5 separate regions of the Mus musculus genome follow, and regions 2, 3, 4 and 5 are each linked to region 1. Evidence: chromatin contacts called from public HiCAR-type and promoter capture Hi-C data. All regions are on one chromosome and are shown on one strand. The core of a region is the stretch at or near the end of the contact, and the rest is flanking DNA. Distances in the headings are between cores, read along the strand shown.

Evidence for each region. Promoter capture Hi-C pulls out the DNA fragments that hold promoters and counts their contacts. HiCAR-type assays count read pairs that join an accessible place to other places.
Region 2: a contact with region 1 is called in a HiCAR-type map of astrocytes, with 3 times the contacts expected there. The contact joins the enhancer-like site here to the promoter of Msh4 in region 1. A contact is called at or near these places in 8 of 39 promoter capture datasets (the C10 cell line, the HPC-7 cell line, HPC-7-derived erythroid cells and 5 more), 1 of 115 datasets of contacts at active chromatin or transcription factors (astrocytes) and 1 of 9 other capture datasets (embryonic tail).
Region 3: a promoter capture Hi-C map of hippocampal neurons shows a contact between it and region 1, with 10 times the contacts expected there. The contact joins the enhancer-like site here to the promoter of Msh4 in region 1. A contact is called at or near these places in 18 of 39 promoter capture datasets (the 3T3-L1 cell line, 3T3-L1-derived adipocytes, the C10 cell line and 12 more), 3 of 484 Hi-C or Micro-C datasets (cerebellar granule neurons, cortical neurons and stem cell-derived motor neurons), 9 of 115 datasets of contacts at active chromatin or transcription factors (the 230-238 cell line, T-cell acute lymphoblastic leukemia, astrocytes and 5 more) and 2 of 9 other capture datasets (embryonic stem cells and liver).
Region 4: a contact with region 1 is called in a promoter capture Hi-C map of liver. The contact joins the enhancer-like site here to the promoter of Msh4 in region 1. A contact is called at or near these places in 12 of 39 promoter capture datasets (the 3T3-L1 cell line, the HPC-7 cell line, cranial neural crest and 9 more), 1 of 15 datasets of contacts at CTCF or cohesin (large pre-B cells), 1 of 484 Hi-C or Micro-C datasets (the G1E-ER4 cell line), 2 of 115 datasets of contacts at active chromatin or transcription factors (forebrain and pancreatic cancer cells) and 2 of 9 other capture datasets (embryonic stem cells and macrophages).
Region 5: a promoter capture Hi-C map of hippocampal neurons shows a contact between it and region 1, with 2.3 times the contacts expected there. The contact joins the enhancer-like site here to the promoter of Msh4 in region 1. A contact is called at or near these places in 6 of 39 promoter capture datasets (the 3T3-L1 cell line, the HPC-7 cell line, frontonasal cranial neural crest and 3 more) and 1 of 9 other capture datasets (adipose tissue).

What each region holds. Positions count from the first base shown.
Region 1 is chr3:153,904,240-153,908,795 of GRCm38.p6, reverse strand. Msh4 (mutS homolog 4) reads left to right here and starts at 2,658. Exons shown (of 20, transcript NM_031870.3): 1 at 2,658-3,124. The coding sequence starts at 2,812. It overlaps Rabggtb (Rab geranylgeranyl transferase, b subunit), which reads left to right. Exons shown (of 8, transcript NM_011231.2): 6 at 1-6; 7 at 592-741; 8 at 1,055-1,507. The coding sequence ends at 1,195.
Region 2 is chr3:152,302,087-152,306,642 of GRCm38.p6, reverse strand. The region is part of intron 7 of Miga1 (mitoguardin 1); the gene reads left to right. Among named protein-coding and RNA genes, the nearest start is that of Miga1, 36 kb to the left of the region's middle. RefSeq lists an enhancer at 793-3,520. Within about 2 kb of position 2,017, at least 67 of the 459 cell types and tissues checked have an H3K27ac peak or open chromatin away from gene starts, as enhancers often do. A contact at or near this core is called in astrocytes, where this site is marked.
Region 3 is chr3:152,763,041-152,767,596 of GRCm38.p6, reverse strand. It overlaps Pigk (phosphatidylinositol glycan anchor biosynthesis, class K), which reads right to left. Exons shown (of 11, transcript NM_025662.5): 10 at 1,074-1,158. Among named protein-coding and RNA genes, the nearest start is that of Gm40181, 9.2 kb to the right of the region's middle. Within about 2 kb of position 2,271, at least 34 of the 459 cell types and tissues checked have an H3K27ac peak or open chromatin away from gene starts, as enhancers often do.
Region 4 is chr3:152,790,486-152,795,041 of GRCm38.p6, reverse strand. It overlaps a transcript of Pigk not described here. Among named protein-coding and RNA genes, the nearest start is that of Gm40181, 37 kb to the right of the region's middle. Within about 2 kb of position 2,096, at least 20 of the 459 cell types and tissues checked have an H3K27ac peak or open chromatin away from gene starts, as enhancers often do. A contact at or near this core is called in hippocampal neurons and liver, where this site is marked.
Region 5 is chr3:152,863,883-152,868,438 of GRCm38.p6, reverse strand. All of the region lies in intron 2 of St6galnac5 (ST6 (alpha-N-acetyl-neuraminyl-2,3-beta-galactosyl-1,3)-N-acetylgalactosaminide alpha-2,6-sialyltransferase 5), which reads left to right. Among named protein-coding and RNA genes, the nearest start is that of Gm46830, 34 kb to the left of the region's middle. Within about 2 kb of position 2,203, at least 25 of the 459 cell types and tissues checked have an H3K27ac peak or open chromatin away from gene starts, as enhancers often do. A contact at or near this core is called in hippocampal neurons, where this site is marked.

The sequences.
Region 1 (4,556 bases), core at 1,409-3,908:
GAGAAGGTATTATCTATAGTGGCTCTTTATGCATTCATGGTGCTGTGTGCTTAGAACTGAGGGGTTTCTCAGGTATAGTTTTAAGATCCCTTAAGGAGAGAGCTTGGGGTCTCATTGACTCTGAATTCATTTCTGCCTTGGGACATGTACAGATACTCAAAAGCGATACTGAGGTTGGGGGTGGCCCTGCTTTTAGTTTAACCTAATCGCCTGGGAGGCACAGGCAAGAAGTCTTAGTTTGAAGCTAGCCAGCTCTATTAGGGGGACCTAGTCAATTAATAAATTAAAATGGATTGTGAACACTTCAAATGTTGCTAGTCTGAGCTCCAGATCTATAATTAGTTACTGTGTGGAGCTTGCTTTGTGAGAAAGGCAGAGAGAATTATTAGTATGTGCTGGAATTATTAGTGTAGCTAGCTACAGTGCTGAGGTGGTGTGAGAGACAAATGGGAGGTAGTCTCAGTTTGCCCTACAATCATGTCTGGGAACACGGGATTAGACATTAAAAAAAAAAGAATCCATCAAATCTGAGAGAATACAATGGTGCAGTAGAGGCAGCTGTCTTACTGGCTCCCCCTTCCCCTTCTCTAGTTACCAGATGTGTGCTATTCATGGTGGGTGTTGGCCTCCCTAAAGATCATCGGGAGACTTCATTGGATTGACAGAGAAAAGCTTCGAAGTTTCATCTTAGCGTGTCAAGATGAAGAGACGGGAGGATTTGCAGACAGACCAGGAGATATGGTCAGTACAATTCTGGCTTTGCAGTTTTTCATTGTTGATTGACTTTCATGGTTATAGGCATTTCTAATGCACTAAAAATAGTGCCCTGTAAGAAATAGTCCAAAGGTTGTCTTGGGGGTTTACCTTGGGTGTTTTTTTAAAATGTGTTAGTTACAAAGGCTAGAGCTGATAGAAATATCTTGTAGTGATAATTGTTTATGTCTAGTATTAGAAATACTTGTCTTCAGAAAACTTTTAAAGTGGTATTCAAGATACACTTCACTGTGGACAGATAGATAATTGAGCCTTTTCCATGTTTGTGAACTTCCCACAGGTGGATCCCTTTCATACCTTATTTGGCATTGCTGGGTTGTCACTTCTGGGAGAAGAGCAGATCAAGCCTGTTAGCCCTGTCTTCTGTATGCCAGAAGAGGTGCTTCAGAGGGTGAATGTCCAGCCTGAGCTAGTGAGCTAGTCAGATGGGAGAGATGCTGTAGTGTGCAATATGAATTACTGCTGTATTTGAAGTGTTTATCAAACCTAGACGTGACTTAATATTTTGTATATCATATGTTAATGATAAATTATATAAGTATTGTAAAATAAATATGTTGTATTTAGATCTTTAGTCTTCTGAGTCCAGTTTTTGTTAGTCCTATTTAGAGCTGGTATTTAACTGATGCCTCCCCGTGTCCTATTGTCGTGTAACAATCAATGATGGAAAGTGATTTCTGTTAATAAAACTGATGAGTGAAACTCATAATTTAAATAAAGGTCAAAATCAGTGGCTGTTGTGTATATAGCTTTTTATTTAGAACTGAACCATTTTGTAAGTGTGAACACCTTATTTATAGTTGGGGCAGAGGGTACAGTACATTTTTCAGGGAACTCTAGTCTGCTGTTGGCTTGGATTTCTCAGGCATGCAGTTGAGTTAGCCAGGATCCTGAAAGTCATCCCCAAAGAATTGGTCCACTCCATAATGGCTTTAGGTGTTGTTTCGTGATGGGGGCCCTGTGAGGTGTTAATGTCTCAAGGGTTTGAATGTGGTTACTCTGGGTGGGTTGCAGGTTGGGTGAATAGTAATGGTATAAATGTAATTTTGACTCTAGTCTATAGCCGCTCCTGGGTCAGTTACTAGAGAGGTAACTTACTATTAAGGACCTCTACCCCTTAATATTTAAGGAAGGAAACGTCTCCCCTCTTTGAGAGTCCTACATTGCACTGGAACTCCACATCTTTAATAGGTATCTCCAAGTGTGTTTTATGTCTCCTGATTGTTGCTTAAGCATTGCTGTCACCTTGAGGCTACACATAACTAATATCGTCTACATGTCCTTAGTGTTCTATTTCTGTAAAGACATGCTGTGACCAGCAAAGCGACTCTTGAAATTTAGGGCTTGCTTAAAGAGTTTCAAAGGTTTAGTCAATTAGGAGGGCAGGCCTGCAGACATGTTCCTTGAAGACCACACCTACTTAAAACAAGCTGCTTCCCTCAAGTTTTCTACAGGGGCTTTTCCTGCTCAAACTACACTCACTACACACTAGTGTTTGCAGGTACTAGTGTGAATGCCCTATTTGCTGGAGAACATTTATCCTCAGTTCTGTCACCTAGAAGATGTTTTATGTGTTGATTGTTGAAGAGCTTCCCAAGGGTTTCGAGCAAGACTGTAGTTTGTTTTTACCCTATGTGCAAAACTGCAGTACTCGAAATAGGACGGTTGAGAAGTGCTGTTTTTAATTGTTAATGTGGTCTCACCCGTGTTGTGCTCTGTCCCGTACTATGCTATGTGTACAACTGAGCGAAGACTTTCATTCTTAGACATTGGGCACATGCTGTGTACTGGGGGTGTAACTGGGGCGTATTAAATATGCAATACCCTGGCTCAGTCCTCAGAAAGCCCCCCTCCTTCAAAATGAACTGTTGACAACCTAGGTGGTTAGTGGGCTATAAATTGTTGAGCCTGGTACCTAAGGAGTGAAGAGGCTTACAGCTTCCAGAATCACGTGATGAGAATAAACCGGCACAACCCTGGACGCAAAGGTGAGAAACTCGCTGCTCACCCCTGAACTGCGCCTGCGCTGTGTGCATCATGTGCTGCTTGTTCCTGCGCCTGCGCGATTACAGCACTGCGCATGCGCTTAGCCTCCCGCCTTGTCAGCGGTGCGGCCTCCAGCCTTGGAGTGCTCGAAGCCACGCGCGCAGAACCTTGGGAGTCAGAAAGGCCGGAGAGATGCTGAGGCAGGAGGCTGCATCGCTTTCCAGTTCCCCACGCTGGACGCCGTCGCGGAGGGATGCCCCATGCGGGAGGACCCTGGCCTCCGCGTCCAGGCCGAGTACGGAAGGCGCCATGGCCGACAGGAGCAGCAGCAGCAGCAGCAGTCCGGCGCCGGCGTCCGCGCCAGGCAAGGCCCCGGCTCACCTGGTCACCTCCCCGGGCGGGCGCTGCCCTCGGCGCCCTGCTGGAGAAAGCAGTCTGGCCAGGATTCCACAGTCACTCATGCTGGGAGTGGTTTGTGTCTTTAATCCCAACACTGGCGACTACGCTTCAAGGCCAGCCTGGGCAACACAATTTCAAACCAATCAAAACACAGGGGAGAAAGTCTTGACTCTTCACAACGGTCTCATTAAGACGTGAGAGGAAGGGTAACCCATCTAGTATTCCCATGTAAAGCCTTAACTTCATGTTTCGTTTTAAAAGGCAGGTTTTCTATGGCTCAGGCTGTCCTGAAGCTCTTCTGTCCTGAAGTTCAGGAAAGCCTGGCTGGAGACTCCTAGCAATCCTCTTGCCTTAGCCTCTTGAGTACTGAATTATACCACCATGGCTGGCCTTTAACTTTTTTTCCTAAAAAAAAAAAAAAAGTTTCCCTTTTTCCCCTCTATGAGTATATGAGTGTGCAAGGGGTGGATGTAGAGGTCAAAGGACGACTTTTCGGAGAAAACTCCACCTCCACCAAGAGGGCTCTGGGAATCCAACTAAGGTCTGAGTCAGGCTTGGTGGGTAATGCCTCTCTAGTCGTTGAGTCATCGTGATGGTCCCCTACTTCTTCAAATATATAGTGAATATATGGGAGATTGTGTGTAATAGTTTCTAATAGTGGAGAGCTGAGCTTTGGCCGACGGGTTTTACTCTTTAGGTTCTAGAATGGAATGATAACAGGTTAAAGTGAACATCTTATCAAGGCCTTGTTAAAAATAAGGCCTTCTGGGATCAAATAGATGGCTCGCCCGTTAAGGGAAGTAGCTACTCTTTCAGAGGCTTAGTGTTCCAACTGCCAGCTCCCACATGGAGACTGACCACTGTCTGTAACTCTGCTGCCAGAGCATCTGCTGCCCTCTTCTGGTCTCCGGTGCACAGACATGCATACTGGCAAAACACCCGTACACTTAGGTGAAAAAGTCCTTCAGGGTGAGTTCAGTTCATTACAAGAACAGGGTTGGTTGAGTGGGTTTTATGAGGGAAGAGTTGGCTGGATGTTGTGAGGGAAGAAATAGTTAAATCGTGAAGTCTTCTCTGTTAAATATTAGGTAAAAAGCACTTGAGGGAAAAAAGCTTACCATGAGGATGGCCTGTCTGACAGTTCTGAAGTGGGAACCTGGCACAGGGACCTGAGCCTCGTACAAGACAGACCCACTTATGTAGACATGGGTGGTATATGATCTTGAGTATTTAATGAATGTGTGCTGTTTTCTACCAGATGAAGATCAGGAGTCTCCCCTAATTGCTCTCTGCCTTATCCTTTACAGGCAATCTCTGTGGTAGGAAGGCCCTGTGCCCTGATTGTTAGATGGGTAACAAGCTTGGATCTGGACTCTGTTGCATGACTGTACAGCAGG
Region 2 (4,556 bases), core at 768-3,267, 1.6 Mb after region 1:
GAAGGGAGGGCAGAGAAGTCACGCAAGAACTTTGTTTCTTTAAGCAAAAATGAGCCACAGAAAAGTATTTAGATGTCAAGTGAGATGCATGTGTTGTAGGAGATTAGGGAAGGGTGGCTGGTGCACATGATGTCAGTGTTCTTTCCTGGAGCTCCTTTCTATAGACCTGCTTGTGTCTCTTGGGGTTTTGTATTTTGCTTTGAGTCAATGAGAGTTCCTCTAAGGGGACTCTCTGGCAGACAGAGAACAAGAAAAACTGTGAAAAAGCACCTGCTATCCAGGGGAGAGACATTTCTCAGGTTTGGTAAGTAGCCAGATAGAACATCCAGAGACCCTGAGTAAGCTTGGCTGTGAGCAGAAGTCCCTCAGCCTCTCCTCTCAGCCAGCATCCCAGACTTGGTGCTGTGAGACTGGTCTCCTCTTCTGCAGAGTCACTGTCACAGGAGAGTAGCCTCGCTGGGGCTGTTTTTGGGGAGTGAGCTGAACTGCAGGCTTAAGTAATGCCCTCAGGTCTCTAAATAGACAGGGTACGAGTTACACAGCAGCTGAGAGATGTGCAAGGTGATTCCGCTCCAGTATGAACCCTCGCAATTTTCATTTCAGAGGGTATACTAACACCACAAGATGCAGCTGAGCTGGCCTCATTTCTGCAGCTCAAGACAGGTTCAGTGCTGGCCAATACAGTACAGTGCTGAGGGCTCCAGGGACAGAGGGACCTGATGTTTGCCTTTGCTGAGATTTATCTGTGGAGGACTTACTCAGCCATGTAAGGCCTTTGTGGTATTAGGGAAAGGCCTACAGTCAGCTCCCTCCAGGAAGAAGTTGACCTGATATTTGGACTAGTTTTCTGCCCTCATTTGTCCTTTAACCAGGGCCTTTGTAGCATATAGACCAGTTGTACCTACTAGGTTGTTATCGCTATAACTCTTTTTTTTTTTAAGATTTTATTTGTTTTATGTATATGATTACAGCGTATCTGTCTTCAGACACACCAGAAAAGGGCATCAGATCTCATTACAGAAGGTTGTGAGCCACAATGTGGTTGCTGGGAATTGAACTCAGGACCTCAGGAAGAAGAGTCAGTGCTCTTAACCGCCTTACCATCTCCCCAGCCCTGTGACGATAGCTCTTTAACTGCAAACTCATTCTTAGTTCTATCTTATTTCAGTCGTTTGATGACAGAAGAGGAGGTAAGGCTGCTGCCTAGGTGTGGATGCCCTGGCGTTCCTGTGCCTCTTGCTTTGTATTGGCAGCTGTATTCCCCAGTTAGGAGGCCCGGTTGTCTGTTTTGCCGTCACGATGGGTGAGTGTTTTGATAAACAGGCAAAAGCAGACACAACTGTTGAGCAGTCTGCTTTGTACTGTGCCACCGTGCCAAGATGCTTCTGCACATGTGTCATGGTCTCTGTAAGCAAAGCTGGAGCGGTCAGCACATCCAGAATTGATGAGCCTTTTGGGTCTCAGTGCTTCCTTACTTAGCTTAGCAGGACAGAAAATAGCCCATTGAACGGCTAGTTCAAAATTTAGTCTTTCCCTTGTGAGATTGTTTTTGATTTTTAAGTTTAATGTTGTTCTTTCTTTCAAACTATATATTTTAGTATCCTAAAACCTGGGGGGTGGGTGGCGGGGTACAGGGTTACAATATGGGTAGAGAATTGTCACACAAGAAGGGATGAGTGTCGTGACAGACTGGCCTGGCCTCACAGTGAGCTGTGGCAGCCAGGGCTACATAGTAAGATCCTCTCTCAAGACAAACAACAAACCCTGAAACACACACAAAACCTTCCAAAAAAAGAGCCACAGTGGTTCTCTAGACTGTTGATAAATTGAACAACTGAAGACTACAAAACACTTGTTGGCAGCTGGGACTTTCTTATCTTCAATAAAGACGCGGAAAGCACAAGGTTTCAGGTTGTAGTTAAGCTGTGAAAATGTGTGTAGATACTAGCCAGCAGCAGTCAGGTGACAGTGAGACAGTACACAGGCTCCCTTTTCAGACTGGTGTCACAGGGCCTACGTGGACAGCGTGGGGTTATAAAAGAGGAGAGGCATGCCTGGAATCTCCACTGGCGTCTGCAGAGACTAAAATAGACCCAGTGCCTTCTCAATAACAGAAATAGAATGTGCCTAGGAACAGCAGAACTGAGACACAGAAAACTCACTTGGCTTGATCTAAGGAAATAAAGCCAGGCCCAAGGGCCAGAGCCAAGGCTCAAAGGGCATCTAGGTTTCTTTCCCTTCCCCTCCTTAAAAAAAAAAAAAAAAAAAAAAAAAAAAAAAAAATCAGGTCCTTTTTTGGGAAAAATTTAAGTGAACAACAAGGCTGTGAAGGGCAGAGGCTTGAGTGCAGCCTTAGGCCACTGCATAACTGAGCTGGAAATTAACCCTTGACATGCTGATGCTCCTCCCAAGGAGAGCATTGCATTGTCAAGGACTCTGTAAGAATCTTGTAAACTTCCAGGTGTCGAAGAAAGGCAGACAGTTTTTAAGAAATGTTTAGATTTGCTTATTATTTTAAAAGATCAACTAACCCAACAAAAACTCCTCCATGAGGCCAGGGGGCAGCTGATAATTGTAGCACTTCCTTAGTGTGCAGTCATCGTTCCTGGGAAGCCTTTAGGACTGACTTCTACAGTTGTTTTCAATCATTAAACACTGTATGTTTCAGGTTCATAATTAATTTCTCATGGTTAACGTAGGTCTCAGTATTGGAAACATCAAAAATGTAGAAGGGCTCTGAGAACATGGTACTATCTCATTGTAGACAAAATGACCCAAAGGAGCTTAATGCTAGGCTCTTTAGCTGTGGCTCTCATGCCGTGGGAATTACCAGCCTATAACAACTATACGAAACATTAGTTTACATGAACCAACATTAAAGTGCTTTTAATGTCCTTGGTGCTCTCAGGACGCGTATACATTATTGGGGGACAAAAGAAAACATCCCCTGCGAAAGTTAGTCTTCCAGCCCACAGATTGGTCTGTGTTATATGCTTACGCTGGAAAAAAAAAAGTTTCCTTAATGGTATGCAAAACTGCTCACTTTGGATGTTTATATTAACATTTAATTCTTGTAATATTTAGAGGCGGATTTTATTCCTATGTTTGCATGAGCTCACTAGGAAACGGAGAAGATAAACCTTCTCCAAGGTTACACGGCTCGTAAGTAATGGGGTCCCGACTTTAATGCAAGCTCTCTGGCTTTGAGCTCACGATGTTAACCATCAACACTAACTACCTCACGGATCAGATGTATTTGGAGGGGATGAGGCCTGAGTGGGATCAATAAGAATGTGCTTTTTAAATGTTGACAGGAGCTTGAGAGCAGAGCAGATGTAGAAACCTGGAAGAATGCATATGGCCGTGTGGAAGGCAGTAATGGCATTGTGTTCTGTGCTCATGCGCGCTAAGCACTGCCCCTTACAAAGCTCCTTCATCCTAACCTCAGAGCTGACGCAGCCCTGCTCCTCGAGCTCCCTCCCTCTGCATCCTGAAGCAGCACCTTGAGGACTGCACAGCTCAGGCCTCCGCGGCTGGTGACTGCTAGAGCACTGTCAGCCAGACGGGAACCCATGGTGACAGGGTTTGATGTTTGTAGTAATTGGTGGGAAATGACATCAGATCGGTGGGGGAGACAGTGATTATGGAAGGCTTTGGAAAAGAGAAATTTGATTAGACATGGCTCTTTTGTTCTAGTTACAAGAAGAGAAGGATTTGTTAGCCATATTAGGCCAGTCCTATAATAGTTACCTGAGTTACCTGAATCAGAGTAAACGGTCTGTGGTAACCCTTAGCATAATACTTGGGCATATTGGAGCATATGAGTTCAATCAGAATTCTCTAAAGAACTTGCAGTTTCTTTGCAGTGTCAAAAAGACACAAAAGCATCTGGGCGTGGCATGGTGACCCACACCTGTAACCCCAACACTTCAAAGACTGAGGCAAGGGAGTCCCTGCAGGTGTGAAGCCAGCCTTATCTCCTGAGTGAATTTAGGTCAGCCCGAGCTACAGAGTAACACCTTGAAGAAAGGGATGAAGAAAGAAATACAAAGAGAAATATGGTTACACCTCTGTCCAATAGAAATTCATCACCACACACACACACACACACACACACACACACACACGCGCACACTCCCTACCCCTGGCCCATCAGGTCTCTGTGAGGCTAGGTGCATCCTCTCCCACCCAGGCCAGCCAAGACAGCCCAGCTAGAACATACCCCACACACAGGCAACAGCCTTTGGGACAAACCCCATTGCAGGTGTTTAGGACCCACTTGAAGCCCGAGGTGCACATCTGCTACTTATCGTGGGGAGGCCGGGGTCCAGCCTATGCATGCTCTTTGGTTCGTGGTTCAGTCTCTGAGAGTCCCAAGGGTCCAGGTTAGTGGACTATTGGTCTTCCTGTGGAGTCCCTATCCCTTCGGGGCCCACAGTCCTTCCTCCTGTTCTTCCATAAGAGTCCCCAAGCTCCATCCACTAGTTGTGAGTCAGTATCTGGCTGAGTCAGCTGCTGGGTGAAGCCTCTCAGAGGACAGCCATGCTAGACTCCTT
Region 3 (4,556 bases), core at 1,022-3,521, 1.1 Mb after region 1:
CACTCTCACCGCTGAGAAAATCCAGCTTGCTGCCTGCTCTGCTGTTTAACTCATTTATGCTGAGAGTCAGGCATGAAGACAGAATTTTGAATGTGACATTTGCAGTCTGTTAGGTCATTTAAGCTCCGACAATCTAGGAATTCCTGACATATAAACTGGACTTGGTTACAGAGATGAGTGCCCCAGAGGGGCAGACTTAACCATTTTTAAGATTCATGCAGTATTTAAAAACTGAGTTTTACTTATATAATGAATTTATATTTTATATTTAATTTTCAAATTAAAATCCTCTTTCTTTTAATAAACTCAAACTGACACTATTAACAACCCACAGCCACTAAAATTCTTCTGATTGGAAAAAAATGTAAGAGAACCTCCTAGTATTGACATCCACACCAACTCTGAAGCGTTCTGACATGTGAGGATGCCTAATGATTCCAATGAGCTCTGAGGAGCTAAAAAAACATTGCAGGCCCACAGGCTGCTCAACAAACTATTTGAGGTGACTTGCTTGTGGCCCAGCAGGGCAGAACGTGTCTGGCCTGTCACAGTCATAGCACAGAATCCAAGCTTGGTGCTTACAACACTGCCTGTTCTCAGCTGAGCCCCACACACAAGGATGACAGAGTCGTCATGGCTAGAAATGAGCAAACTACCCACATGACAGTTACAATTACCCTTCACAACCGTTGCTGGGGAAGGTGGACAAGAGCAGGCATGATGGCCTCCCCTCCTTAGCTTCTCCTAAGCACAGCAGTGGTCATGACTAATTTTCAGCTTTCTCATCATAAACCCAATACAGTGGTTCAAAATTAAGTTTTCTGGCATTTTCTAATCCGTAAGAGATAATTTAGACTACCCCACATTGTACGTAAGAGTTCAGGCATTACACTGCATGGTCTTTTCAATACTGAGCTTCATATGGGAGTGTTCACATAAGGGTAGAGTGCAGTAGGAAGAGTGTACCCACAACATCTACAGACAGAACACGAGGACTCTGAAAAGCCTAACAAAAGCATTCCCCTCTGAGATTAAAAGTGTGTTTCTTTCAAAAGAATCAAACAGAAACCAACCTGGTGTATTATCTGAGCCACCGGGAGCTGCTCAGCATACTTGAGAGGTCCCATGCGCTCCTCGGCCGTGCCGTCTTCTTTAGAACTAGAAAGCAATCAGAACACACACTCAGGCCAGTGCCACAGGTAAGCATTATTAGCCTAAGAGCACAACTCTGAGATGTGCTTATCACATACCTAAAGGAACTTTTGGAAATAATATTTATTGACAATTTTGGAAAAACTACCCAGCGCAATGGCCAGGACCTAAACGACTGCCAGGAAAGTATTCAGACTACGTGCAATGGTGTGACGAGATCAGCGACGTCACCTACGGTCCTGGTTCCCACGTTCACTCGGGACTTAACATTTAGGAACACGTCCTGGAGGAGCAGGGCCTCTGGGGAAGCAGAGACCTGGGCGTTGCCAGAAGTGGCGGTGCACAGAGAAGGTTGAGAAGTCAGCCCTCGTAGACACAGGGCTCCTAAGTGTAAGTCATTTAGATCCTGGCCATTGCAATCTAACATGATATGCAGAATTCACACAACGACTACTACTACAGGTGCAGAAAGGTAGATTTCTTTTCCCTTTCAGCTTGTTCCTTTTTTTTTTTTCAGTGTTTATTAGAACTTTTAGTGAGCATATAAAGTATGGGGCTTCACTGTGACGCCTTCCCACCCACATCACCATTTTTGCTGCCCCCTTACTACCCTCAGGCATACCCGCTCCTTGCTGCCCCCTTACTACCCTCACGCACACCTGCTCCTTGCTGCCCCCTTACTACCCTCACCTTGCTGCCCCCTTACTACCCTCACCTTGCTGCCCCCTTACTACCCTCACGCACACCCGCTCCTTGTTGGCCCCTTTCTCCTATGCAGTCCTCGACTTCACTTTCAGTTTAGATATTCCATCACTCTCTCTTGTCATTCTCTGATCCCTGGAAATCAGAAATTAAAAAACACAAACCAACAAGTAGTCTGATAAAATGTATTTTTTAAAGTACTGACCATCTCAAAAATAAACTCTAGATATTAGTAAGATCTGACTGCATGCAGTAAAATGTTTTTACCCTTTTTCCTGTGAATTCCACAATGTGTCAACATTAGATTTCAAAACTTCAACTTCATCTTTTCCTGAAAATCATATGAAATAAGCTTAACTAAGACTCAAAACCTGCAGTGTGAGGATTATGAGGCCTCTCCCAAAAGGAGGCTGATATGCAAATCAGTGCCATTCTCTGCCCCAGATTAAAGAACACCCAGAGTTCTTGGTGGTGTGAGCATCTCTCTCACAGGAGCAACATAAAAGATAGTTAATTCAGTCTAGAAGAATGCCACAGATTCTAGCCACGATAGGTGGAGAGTGGGTGGGTCACTGCTATGAGTTGGGTTGGGAGGAGATATGGGGGAAGGGGTGGGAGGGGCCTACTGGCTCCTGGGTAGTTTCTGGAAACTCTCAAACTGTCAGAGGAAAAAAGCAGGCAAACACTCCAGCTACAGACAGGCAAGGACTTCCTGAATGGATTCCTGCTGCAGAATAAATAGGCCAGTGGGAGAGAAATGAAACCTCATGAAATTCAAAAACAAAAACAACAAAACCCTTCCGTTCAGCAAAAGAAAGAGTTGGGTGAAGAAAGAGCCTAGGAGACAGGAGATAATCTAACAGCGAATTAATATCCATGATATACAAAAGCTCAAGACGGCAGATGTCAGGAAGAACACAGAAGACAACTCAAGCAAAACTCAGCTAAGCACTGAACAGAGAGAAGCCCAAGTGACCAGCAACTATCATGAAGCACTCGGTGCCCTTAGTCATCACAGAGGCACCAGTTAAAACCACAATGAGATTCCATCTACATCAGGAAGAATGGCTAACAGCAAGACACGGATATTGGAATGGTGTTGGTGGGCATATAACCTTCTGCAGCTACAAGGAAAACCAACGTGGTGATTTCTAAGAAAGCAAATGCTACAGTTGCCATATGACCCACCCATCCCACTCCTGGGCACCCACCCGAAGAACTCTGCATCCTACCAAAGAGACCTGCACATCTGTGGTCACGGCCGCTCTAGTCACAGTAGCTAGGAAATACAGTCAGCCTAGACACTATTAACTCAAGTAACAACAAAAATGAGGTACACACACAATGGAATTCAAGTCATCCAATAACTTGAAACTATGAGATTTTCAAGAAATGGAAGAAACTGAAAAATATTCTATTACCTTAACTCTCTCATGTGTGTTCAGCTCTTTTATATATACACATCTATATCACAGGAGAAATATGATCTTTAAGTTGGGGGTGGGGAGACAGCAGAACCCGTGTGACATAGAAGGGACACGATGGTCTCACTCAGCGAGAGCAGATGGCAGACAGAATGTACAGTCTAGGATGTCAACCGAAAGAAATGATACATGGAAAGCTGACATTTTGGTAAGCTAATCAAAAAACAATTTTTAAAAATATTTTGAATGGGATATTCACCCTGTGGGGATGAATAAAGGTGTTTCCAGAGGTTACAGCCTATTAAACAAGAATCCCAGGACCAGGGCAAGGCACTTCTCAGGAGGTGACCATGGGTGCTCCCAAGAACCCCAAAACAACCCAGGCCACTGCCCTTAGTTTCCTACCATAACTAGTTGGTCAGACTGTGCTGCTCAAGATCACACAGGATTGACCCCAGACACAGAGAAAGCAAGCTGCAGCTGGGCTGGAACCTCCCCCCTGCTGGCTAGGCTGAAGCTGCCAGGGGGCGCCATGCAGCTCGCCCTCCGGGTACCAACACTGACGGCCAGGCAGCTTGAGAGCACTGGTACGGCGGGAAGCCTGCCCACCTCGGGGCTGGACTTGCCACAGGAAGGACCTCGCTTCGGACGCTCTCCGCTGGTCAAAAGCCTGTAGCTGGGAAGAGGGGCTGCAGGATGCAAGTCGCGCCTATCAAACGGCCTTCTCCAGAGCTCACATGCCCGCAGAGCTGCTCAGACAAGCTTCTTCCTCCAGTGGGCAGCAGTGACTGCAGACTCATAACTACTCAAAGTCGAGAGAATAAACTAAACGACAGTTTGAATACCTCGCCCGCTATACCTAGGACATATAGAACAGCCCCTCAAAGCTCGGGGGCACTGTGGAAGATGGAGCAGAGAGAACGGAAGAGTCAGCGGAAGTGAGATAGCTGTGGAAAGCTGACTTCCGGATACGACAGGACTTTGGCAATCGCAGACCCACAGCAGCCTTGACATCTGCACTGGACTGCAAGGCTGGGTCTGTCAGGACCCTTCCAGGGAAGAGCAAGGGATCCGTGGAGCCCCACCCTCTCCAGGACTCACAGGCAGTTAAAAGTTGATGGGGGAGGAGACAGAATTTCCACAGCCCTGTAGCTATAAGGTGTACATGCTCTGTAAACAGGCTTCCGCCCACGCTCCTGCAGACAGCCCTGAGGAGACTCACAGGGTCACCACAACTGATAGACAAAGGCAAGACAAGAAAGCATAGGGGAGCCAGCT
Region 4 (4,556 bases), core at 847-3,346, 1.1 Mb after region 1:
TGCTGGGTCTTCTGGTAGAAGTAGTTCCAATTTTCTGAAAAACTGCCAGAAAATTTCCCAGAGTGATTATACCAGTTTGCAACCCCAGCAGTAATGGAGGAGTGTTCCTCTTTCTCTGTATCCTCACCAGCATGTGCTGTTACTTGCCTTTGTGATCTTGGCCATTCTGATTGGTGTAAGGTGGAATCTCAGGGTCATTTTGATTGATGACTAAGGATGTTGAGCGTTTCTTTAGGTGCTTCTCAGCCACTCAAGATTTGTAGAGAATTCTCTTGTTTAGTTCTTATCTTAGTTAGGGTTTTACTGCTGTGAACAGATACCATGACCAATGCATCTCTTATAAAGACAACATTTAATCAGGGCTGGCTTACAGGATCAAAGGTTCAATCCAGTATCATCAAGGTGGGAGTATGGCAGCATCCAGGCAGCTAGGATGAGGGTCTTAAAGCCTATGCCCACAGTGACACACCTACTTCAACAAGGCCTCACCACTCCCTGGGCTGAGCATATACAAAACATCACAGTTCTTGATGGGTTATTTGGAATTTTTAGTCTAAATTCTTGAGTTCTTTATATATTTTGGATATTAGCCCTCTCTTGGATAAAGAATTGGTGAAGATCTTTTCCCAATCTGTAGACTGCCATTTTGTCCTTTGCCTTAAAGAAGATTTTTCAGCTTCATGAGGTCTCATTTACTAATTCTTGACCTTAGTTTCTAAGCCATTGGTGTTCTGTTCAGGAAATAATTTTCTCTTGGGCCAATGTGTTCAAGGCTGTTTCTCACTTTCTCTTCTATTAGATTCAGTGTATCTGGTTTTACGTTGAGGTCTTTGATCCATTTGGACTTGAGTTTTGTGTGGGGTGAGTTGGGATATGGAACCTGAAGGGACCACCTCCAGTAGCCAGACAGGACCACCAGTGGAGGAATGGGTACACCAAACCACCTACATAATTTCTGACCTAAAATTGGTTCTATCTAACAGAAATGCAGGGACAAAGATGGAGCAGAGACTGAAGGAATGGCTGATTAGTGACTGGCCCATTTTGAGACCCATCCTATGGGCAGAGACCAATCCCTCACACTATTAATGATGCTATATACTATGTTGTGTTTGCAGACAGGAGCCTAGCATAGCAGCCCTCTGTGAGGCTCTACTCAGCAACCGAGACAGATGTAGATAATGACAAACATTGGATGGAGGTCAGGGACCACTGTGAAAAAGGCAAGGACTGAAGGCCCTTAAGGAGATGGCAACCCCACAGGAAGACCAACAGTGTCACCCAACCTGGACCCCTGGGAGCACCCAGAGACTAAGCCACCAAACAAAGAGCATATATGGGCAGTTCTGAGTCTCCCTATACTCTGGCCTCAAAGGGAGTGGATGCGGCTAGTCGTGCAGAGACGGGATGAACAAGGATGGAGGGATATTGAGGGAGGGCTGCCCTCTCAGGGGCAAAGGGGAGGGAGGAGAGAGGGGGACTGGGATGGGGAGGACAACATCTGGGATGTAATAAACCCATTCTCAGAACTGGATCTTTTATTCACTAGTCTCTGATGTCTAATGAGATATCATTTCTCTGTTATAACTCCATCTTACTTACACAGATACACCCCCCCCCACACACACATTTAATTTTTTTTTTAAAAGAAAGATACCTAGACATAGGCATTTGACTGCCAATGATGAAGAGGCAACTGGAAAATACAGATGGGAATGTACATACAGGGGACTGTAAGCAGCTTTTGATTTGGGAAAAATGTGCAGAACATCTGGAGCACGCTGCTGTGGAAAAGCACTCAGACAAGACTTAAAGGAAGCCAAGCAGCTGAGCAGGAGTGCCTGGAACTGACAGCAGCGTGAAGGGAGAGGAGACACTGTGAAAAAGTGTAGTTAGTAAGAAGAGGTGGTAAGGAGATCGCATTCATGAACACACACACACACACACACACACACACACACACACACACACACACAAACAGGGAGAGGAGGAAAAAAGCCAGATGAACTAGCACGATGAAGCATTTAGCAGAGAGCATATTGCTCTGAGAACTTTAGTAGTGAAGGTCTGAACACACTGTGAGGGAAAGGAGCTCCCAGATGGGATGCGTGTGACCAGCTCTCAGGGTGTAGGCCTCAGCCTCTGAGTCTAGGTGAGTGGAAGGGCAGAACCTGCCAAGTGGCAGGGGGTAGATGTCAGATGGAATTGGTCCAGAGCCTGGTTCATTTCCAGATCACTAAGCTTCCGTTGGCACAGTAACTAAAAGTGAAAGTGCTTGTGTGGAGTCCGTATCGTGTGGCTCTTAAATGGGACTTGTTCTTGTTTCTTCCCTGGTAGCAGTTCTCTCAGGAACCACTCTAGAACCATGTTACTCTTTAGGAAAGAATCCTACCTTCTCACCCCACCCCCCAATCCGGGGAGCACCTCCAGGCACAGCACATGATGATGGTCTCAGTTACTATTGCTTAGCAACTGCTCCAACTCGACACTGTTTCTCTAACTGCAATATGCTCATGGTTCTGGGCAATCAGGAGATGGTGCCATGGGTTGGCTGGGGTCTGGACTGGAGCAACGCTTCTCCACAGGGCTCAGTTCCTCAGGGATGGTGGCTGGGCCTAGAGGCCCGAGAGACAGCAGGGCATATGTATGGGTCACCTTCAATGGCCTCACTCCAGAATGGGCAGTACTGTTCTACTGAGTAGAAGAAGTGTCTATCCAGCCCAGATCCGAGGAGTGAGAGACTGTATTACAGACTCTACCTCCTGATGTGAGAAGCATCATTGAATTTGCAGTATTGCCCATAGTAAACACTACATAGATGTCTGTTTCCAGCAATTACAACATTTTGGAAAAGCAAAGGAAGTCAGAGTGGTGTGCAGTCCTGGAACGTCTACACAGAACTCAGAAATAGTGCTGCAAACTTGATCAACCTTAAAGAATGCTGCTCGCAGCTGTGCTACAGCAAATACTGCAGTCTTGTTCAATCTCTCCATAGGAGATAAAACAGCATTCGTGTTTACTGCATTCATGTCACTACCCACAACAGCCAAGGTAAGGAGCCAGTGAGATGTCTATCAGCCAGTGAGTGGACAAAGGCAATGCACTGTATGATCTGAGCCAAACTGCACCATCTAGAGGGAAATGAATGGAATTGGAGACCTCGGTGTTAAGTGAAATAAGCCACTCAGAAAGTCAAATGCTACACACTCTCTCCTGGGCAGACTATATACTTAAATACATCTAAAGAGAAATATAGGAGTGATGTGAAGGTAGGTGTATGGGGAGGAGACGAGGCCTGGGGCAGGCAAAGACCAAGAGTGGCATGTTCTCTCACCTGCAGCAGTGAGCCAAGGTCACACAACTTTTCATACAGCTCCTCCATTTTGGTTGAACTGTGACGATTCCAGAATCCAAGGTGATCTGGCCAAGGTAATTAGGTCTCTAGAACCAGAGACCTATTTCTCTCAACGTCTTCTCTGCTCACTTGCTCCAGTAATGGCCAACCCGGAAAGACCTTGACCTAACGTTCTGTGACTGTGTGAGTACTCACTGCTTACCCTAGCTAAGGCCACCTAGGGCCAAACCAGCAAACCTTTCCATACAGTTCCCCTCCCTCTTCCTCTCAAGTATTTAAGAGGAGACTTTTACTCTGTCATGCTGATCTGAGCTCTCCTTGGAGCCTCTGTATGCTGTTGCCTGTCTATCTGTGACATTAATCTCTTTTCTAATACATAAATGCATATAACATAAAATGATAATTATAAATACATACATACATACATACATACATACATACATACATATCATAACATATGCTATATGTGTCTCGGTGTCACCCTTGAATCTAAAACCTGAAACCTTCTCATGTGCATATGTGTGACACCGAAGTGAGATTATTTGGGGTGAGGCAGTGAGGGCTGAGGGAGCAAAACCCAGTGATAGGTGCACACACACAGTTAAACAAAGCCAAGTGTTTCACAGCACATGTCCAAGACAGTAAAGATTTCTGCACATAAGGAAGGGGTACGGGAGCCCCGCAACCCCTGAGGTGCTGACCAGCAGCCGTGCAGAGGTGTGCTGGCCAGCAGTTGGCGTGCGGGCCCGGGCTCCCCTGAGGTGTGCTGGCCAGCAGCTATGCAGGCCACAGACAGCAGTTAAGGCCCTGAGGTTCTGAGTGAAACTGTGAAGCAGTGAAGCTGGTGCCACAGAGCAGAGCTGGATTCTGGTCACGGCTTCAAGGCTGTATCTTGCACTGTGTTTACAAAATATCTTTCACAAGTTAGAACAGCATCTACCATAGATGGGCTTAATTTTGGTACAAAGAAATAGGAAAGGATAATATGTTAATTCATATTTGTTGTAAAGATTCCAGAAACGCAAGCATCAGAACTTTGAATGATGATTCCCACAGTAACTGTAACTGCTACACAACATGCATAATGGAAGCCACGTTAGCAGCACGGACCTTGACAGAAAGCACTGGGTAAGCAGGAGGGGATGAGTTATGCCTGCTGTGGGGCTCCTCACTTTCAAGCAGCAGAGAATATATAAAAATC
Region 5 (4,556 bases), core at 954-3,453, 1.0 Mb after region 1:
GTGACATGTCAGAAGGGAGCCAGGGACGCAGGCTAAGAAAAGACTTGGGCGGCCCTGGCTCTGCCAACTGGACAGATGGCTTCTTCAAAGCCCCCGGGAAACAGTGAAGCCACATTAATTCTCCTGAGCTTCTGGGAGGAGAGCAAGCCACCCCTCCTTAAACTGTTCCATTGTGTAGAAATTGCATCCTCTGGGTGACAGGGCAGAGGGCGGATCCACCCAGACATTCCCAATGTCATTTATTAGGGGCAATCTTGGTGTCACAGAACATTGAAAGGCGTGTTATTTTCTCCACATAGGACCTATGAAAGAAGAAAGAGGTCTGCTTTGTCAGCTGAGTGGAGAGAGGGGACATAGGGTTTGCTGTCACCACAGAAGTGCTTGGTGACACTCGACAGGAGTAAGCTTTGTTCTCCTGTTTCCATTCTTATGACACTGAGATGGAAATTGCTTCCAAAGGGAGAACGGAAGTTATGGAAGCTTGCATCTTTATAAGTGTAGGAGTAGCGAGTCAGAAGCAGTTTGAGCAGACCATCTGGAGCGTCAGCCAGCCCCACCCTGCTGGAACTTTCACACCGAGCTTGCAGGTGACCCAGCTCTGTGGACAAGTCAGGCCTACGCACTTGGTTCTCTGTAGTCTATAAGTAGTAGAAGGTTCCAGAAATGTCTGTCCTGATTTCAATTGCAGCCTTTAGGGTGTGCATTCCCTTCTGCTGGAAACCAGCCTGGACACCCTGTTGACTCAGTCAGTGGTTGTTGAACGTTCTTTGATCCAAGCATGGTAGTATGTGACCAGAATCCCAACAACTAGAGAAGGTGAGGCAGGCTGATCACCAGTCCCCATGAGTTTGAGACCAGCCTAGGCAACCTAGCATGGTGTTTTGTCACCCAAATAGAAGGATGTGACAAATCCTCATAGCCACAGGAATTTAGGAGTGTCTGGTGTGTCATGTTATCTGTCCAAATTCTTACCTTATTATTCCATCTCTGTAAACAGAAAGGTCTTACACTCAAGTTACAGATATTCGCACATGCTGGCCAGTGTAACACTTCAGCACAAACATCTAGACAATATTCTGCATTAAAATACTGTTAGACCGAGTTCATAGCACTAAAATAATGCAAGACATTGAGCCAAGGATCTGAATTTTGCCGATGATGAACTAACAGTCCTGATAAGACTGGAGGGGGCTATGTCAACAATTAGACAGGTATGGTCTTCTTCGTAGTCCTGATTGCATTGAAGAAAAGTGTCTTTCAGAGGATTACCCTGTCTTCACATTTAAAATGACCTTAATATGGTTCTGAGAGGCCCTAGAGTGTGAGGAAGTTACAACATTTTGTTTGTTTGTTTGTTTGTTTGATCTTCCTTCCTGTTGCAGATGTGTAGTCTGGGGAAGGGTAGAGGTTTATGTCAGTTACTTCAGGTAGCATTCAAACTTCCCCAAGCTTGGTGAAAACCACAGGAGTCATAGGTTTGTAATTACAACTTCTAAGAGCTGACCAGATGCAGCAAGGCGGGCCTCAGACCCGCTATCACATCTCATCACCCCCCTACCCCTACCCCCAATGATGAGTGCCCATGCTGGCTGAGAGCAGGGACTTCAGGGGAGCTGTGGGTAGGGATTCCTCCAAGTGGCCTCTGAGTTTCCTGAGCTTTCTCCCAGCATGGCTGCCAGACACTGGAGCTAAGGAGCTCAGAACAGAGGTGTGGCAAAAGCTCCAAGGTCAGACATCACCATGTCCCACTGTCTGCTGTTGGCTGGGAGAGACACACTCTGATTACCTCACGTTGGGGCAAGGAAAACGAAGTACTGCCGCTTACAAGGACTATGTACTAAAACCAACAGTCCAAGCAGTCTCGTCTCCAAACTGCAGTCACACAGTTCCTCCATCACGGCTTAGTGACTCACATCCTGGAGAGTAAGCCCAGCATCCGAATCAGCTAGGTCTGGGGTATATTGTTCTTCTAGCTCCCACGTGAAGTTCTGTGAAAGCAGCATCAGCTTTCCCCCTCCTCCTCCCCCCCTCAACCCACCCCCACTGCACCCCCTCCCGCCCCACGAGCGGCTTCTGGAACCAGCAGTATTCTCAGGTTGGTAATGACTTCATTGTAGTTTAGCACCACTGTGTGCAGCTGGGATTCTGAAGGTGGCAGGTCTGTTTCCGGAGGCATCCCGAAGATGGGTGGTTGGCCGTATCCATTGTGCACGGAGCGGCATCGCTCACGCCTGCCTTTGTGCTGCACAACAGCGCCTGTTCATCAGTGTGATCCATTATACCCGGCTTTCTACTTCTGTCTCTCTGTGCAGATTCCATTCTCTTCTCTGATTGCTTTTGCTTCTTAGACCATTACTCTAGTTGATGGTGCCAGGTTATCATTGGACCCCATCTCGCTCTCCAATAAGCCTGTGATTGATACTAATCTTCCTCATGGGACACATTTTATGGGATGCACAGTAGAAGCCTCTTTCTAAATCTTAGCTTCTATATGCTGACAATTTACGGGGTTGTGCCTCTCACCCGTGTCAGAAGGCTTCAGGGAAACTTTAGGATCGTAATCAGACCTCCTAATAAGAATATCTATGCCTTTTATATACAGACAGTCACTCACTTCCTTCAGACCGAGCTACACCCCCATTGGTACTCTCTCCCTCCAGCTAATAAGACACACACCTAGCCCAGTGCTATCTGGGCTGTAGCCAGTTCCTAGAAACTCAGCGTGGATCATTTGTCTCTTCTGAGGAGAGTGGAATTTTAATTATACTAATGAAAGCTTTCATTTGCCACCACGTCCATAAAAACAGAAAATTAAGGTAGCTACAGACACCTCACTGAAGCAGACACCTTGCTGACACCCTGCCTCTCCCTGGAAGATGAGCTGCTGAGACGTTTACAGGCACACAACATAACCCTCAGATTAACACATGCCTTGGAGTTAAAACTTTCCAAACAATATTTTAGGAAAAGTTTTGATTTCTCAGGAGAAATTGTGCCTTAAGATAGAAAGCAAGTGCCGTGCACTTTTCGCTTGGGGCACTGTTAGGGTCTCTGTCTTTTAAGTGGCAGCATCCAGAAAATAGACTTCTAGGAGTCTAAACCTTTACACAGTCTAGTGATGGGCACCAGCTGGTTTACTCAGAGCTAAGGAAGTTCTTCTCTTGCTTCAGTCCAGCCGTGCTGCAGACCAGCAACACTCCACAAAACTGGCTGTGCTTTATATTGTGATTTTAAAATTCCAATCCAATTGTATATATTATGGAAAATAAATGCACAAAAACTATGGTTGTTTTTTTTTCAGTGCCAGGGGTGGTGGCACACACTTGTAATCCCAGTCTGAGTGGAGGGAGACAGCGCATCCCAGCAGCTTGATGGTCAGCCATTCTAACCTCAGTGACTTGCAGGCCAGGGAGAGACCCTGCCTCAAAAAACACAAGGTGAATGATATCTAAAGAAGCAATTCTGAGGTTGTTCTCTGGCTTTTACCCACACATATGTACACAAGTGTACCTATACACATATACATGCACACATCCGTGCACTCTTGAGCGAGCACACACACCTTTAATGACTGGACCTCACAGGTATCCTGTGATCTGCATCTGAAAGTGGGTCCTCCTCAGGGCTGGCTTTTAGGAGGTGGGAAACTGCCTGTTTTTCCTCATCTGATATGGGGATTTCAGAAATGTCTTTGCCATTCGAGGCCCAGAAACTACAGAGAACACATGGGCAGGGGACCCGCCTGTTCACACAGGCTAAGGTACGACCTATGCAGAAGGAGTGCCATCCACACAGCTGGAGCATGCCAAGACCTGACCATCCCCAGAGCACCAGAACCCCCTCCCCAGCCTGTCTGGGTATACTTGGAGACTCCTCCTATCTCCAAAGCCCATCTGCTGTGAACCACCTTTCAGCATGTTCTCAGCAACGGTCAGATTGCCTCCATGGTCCTTCAGCTTTCTGTATCCTTCACCGGTCCCTGCCCTGTAGCTTCCATTTACTCTAATCATAAACATGGCAGTACTGGAAGGATGCCGATGCAGATGTCGATGCCGATGCCGATGTCGATGCCGATGCCGATGCCGATGCCGATGCCGATGCCGATGCCGAAGTCTTTACCATCGTTCTGTGTCCTAGGATGATGCTAAAATCCCCGATTCCCCACCACAACCACTTAGGCTTGAGGATTCTCACACTCGAACCCAGTTTACTAGGTAAGAATCAGGTTGTCTTGGGTACCTGAGTCTTTCCAGACTGGGCCATGGAATATCAAGTTCGACCTGGAAGTGCCAGAAAACTGGGGCACATCTGTAGCCAGTGTGGATCAAGGGGTACTCAGAAGACAAGGCGGAGGTGATAACGAGGGGAAAGTTCAGTTCAGAGAGCTGGCTGACAGGAAGATGGGCTGGGCGGCAGCTGCCTCACTGGTCAAAGCTTCCCAGTCCCACCGCAGTGCCCTCTCCCCCATGCAGGCAGCCTGTGGGTTCTAGTTAGGAGCCCCTGCCTACAGAGGCAGGGGCTTAACCTCTCTCAGCAGTGAGGAACCATAAATACGG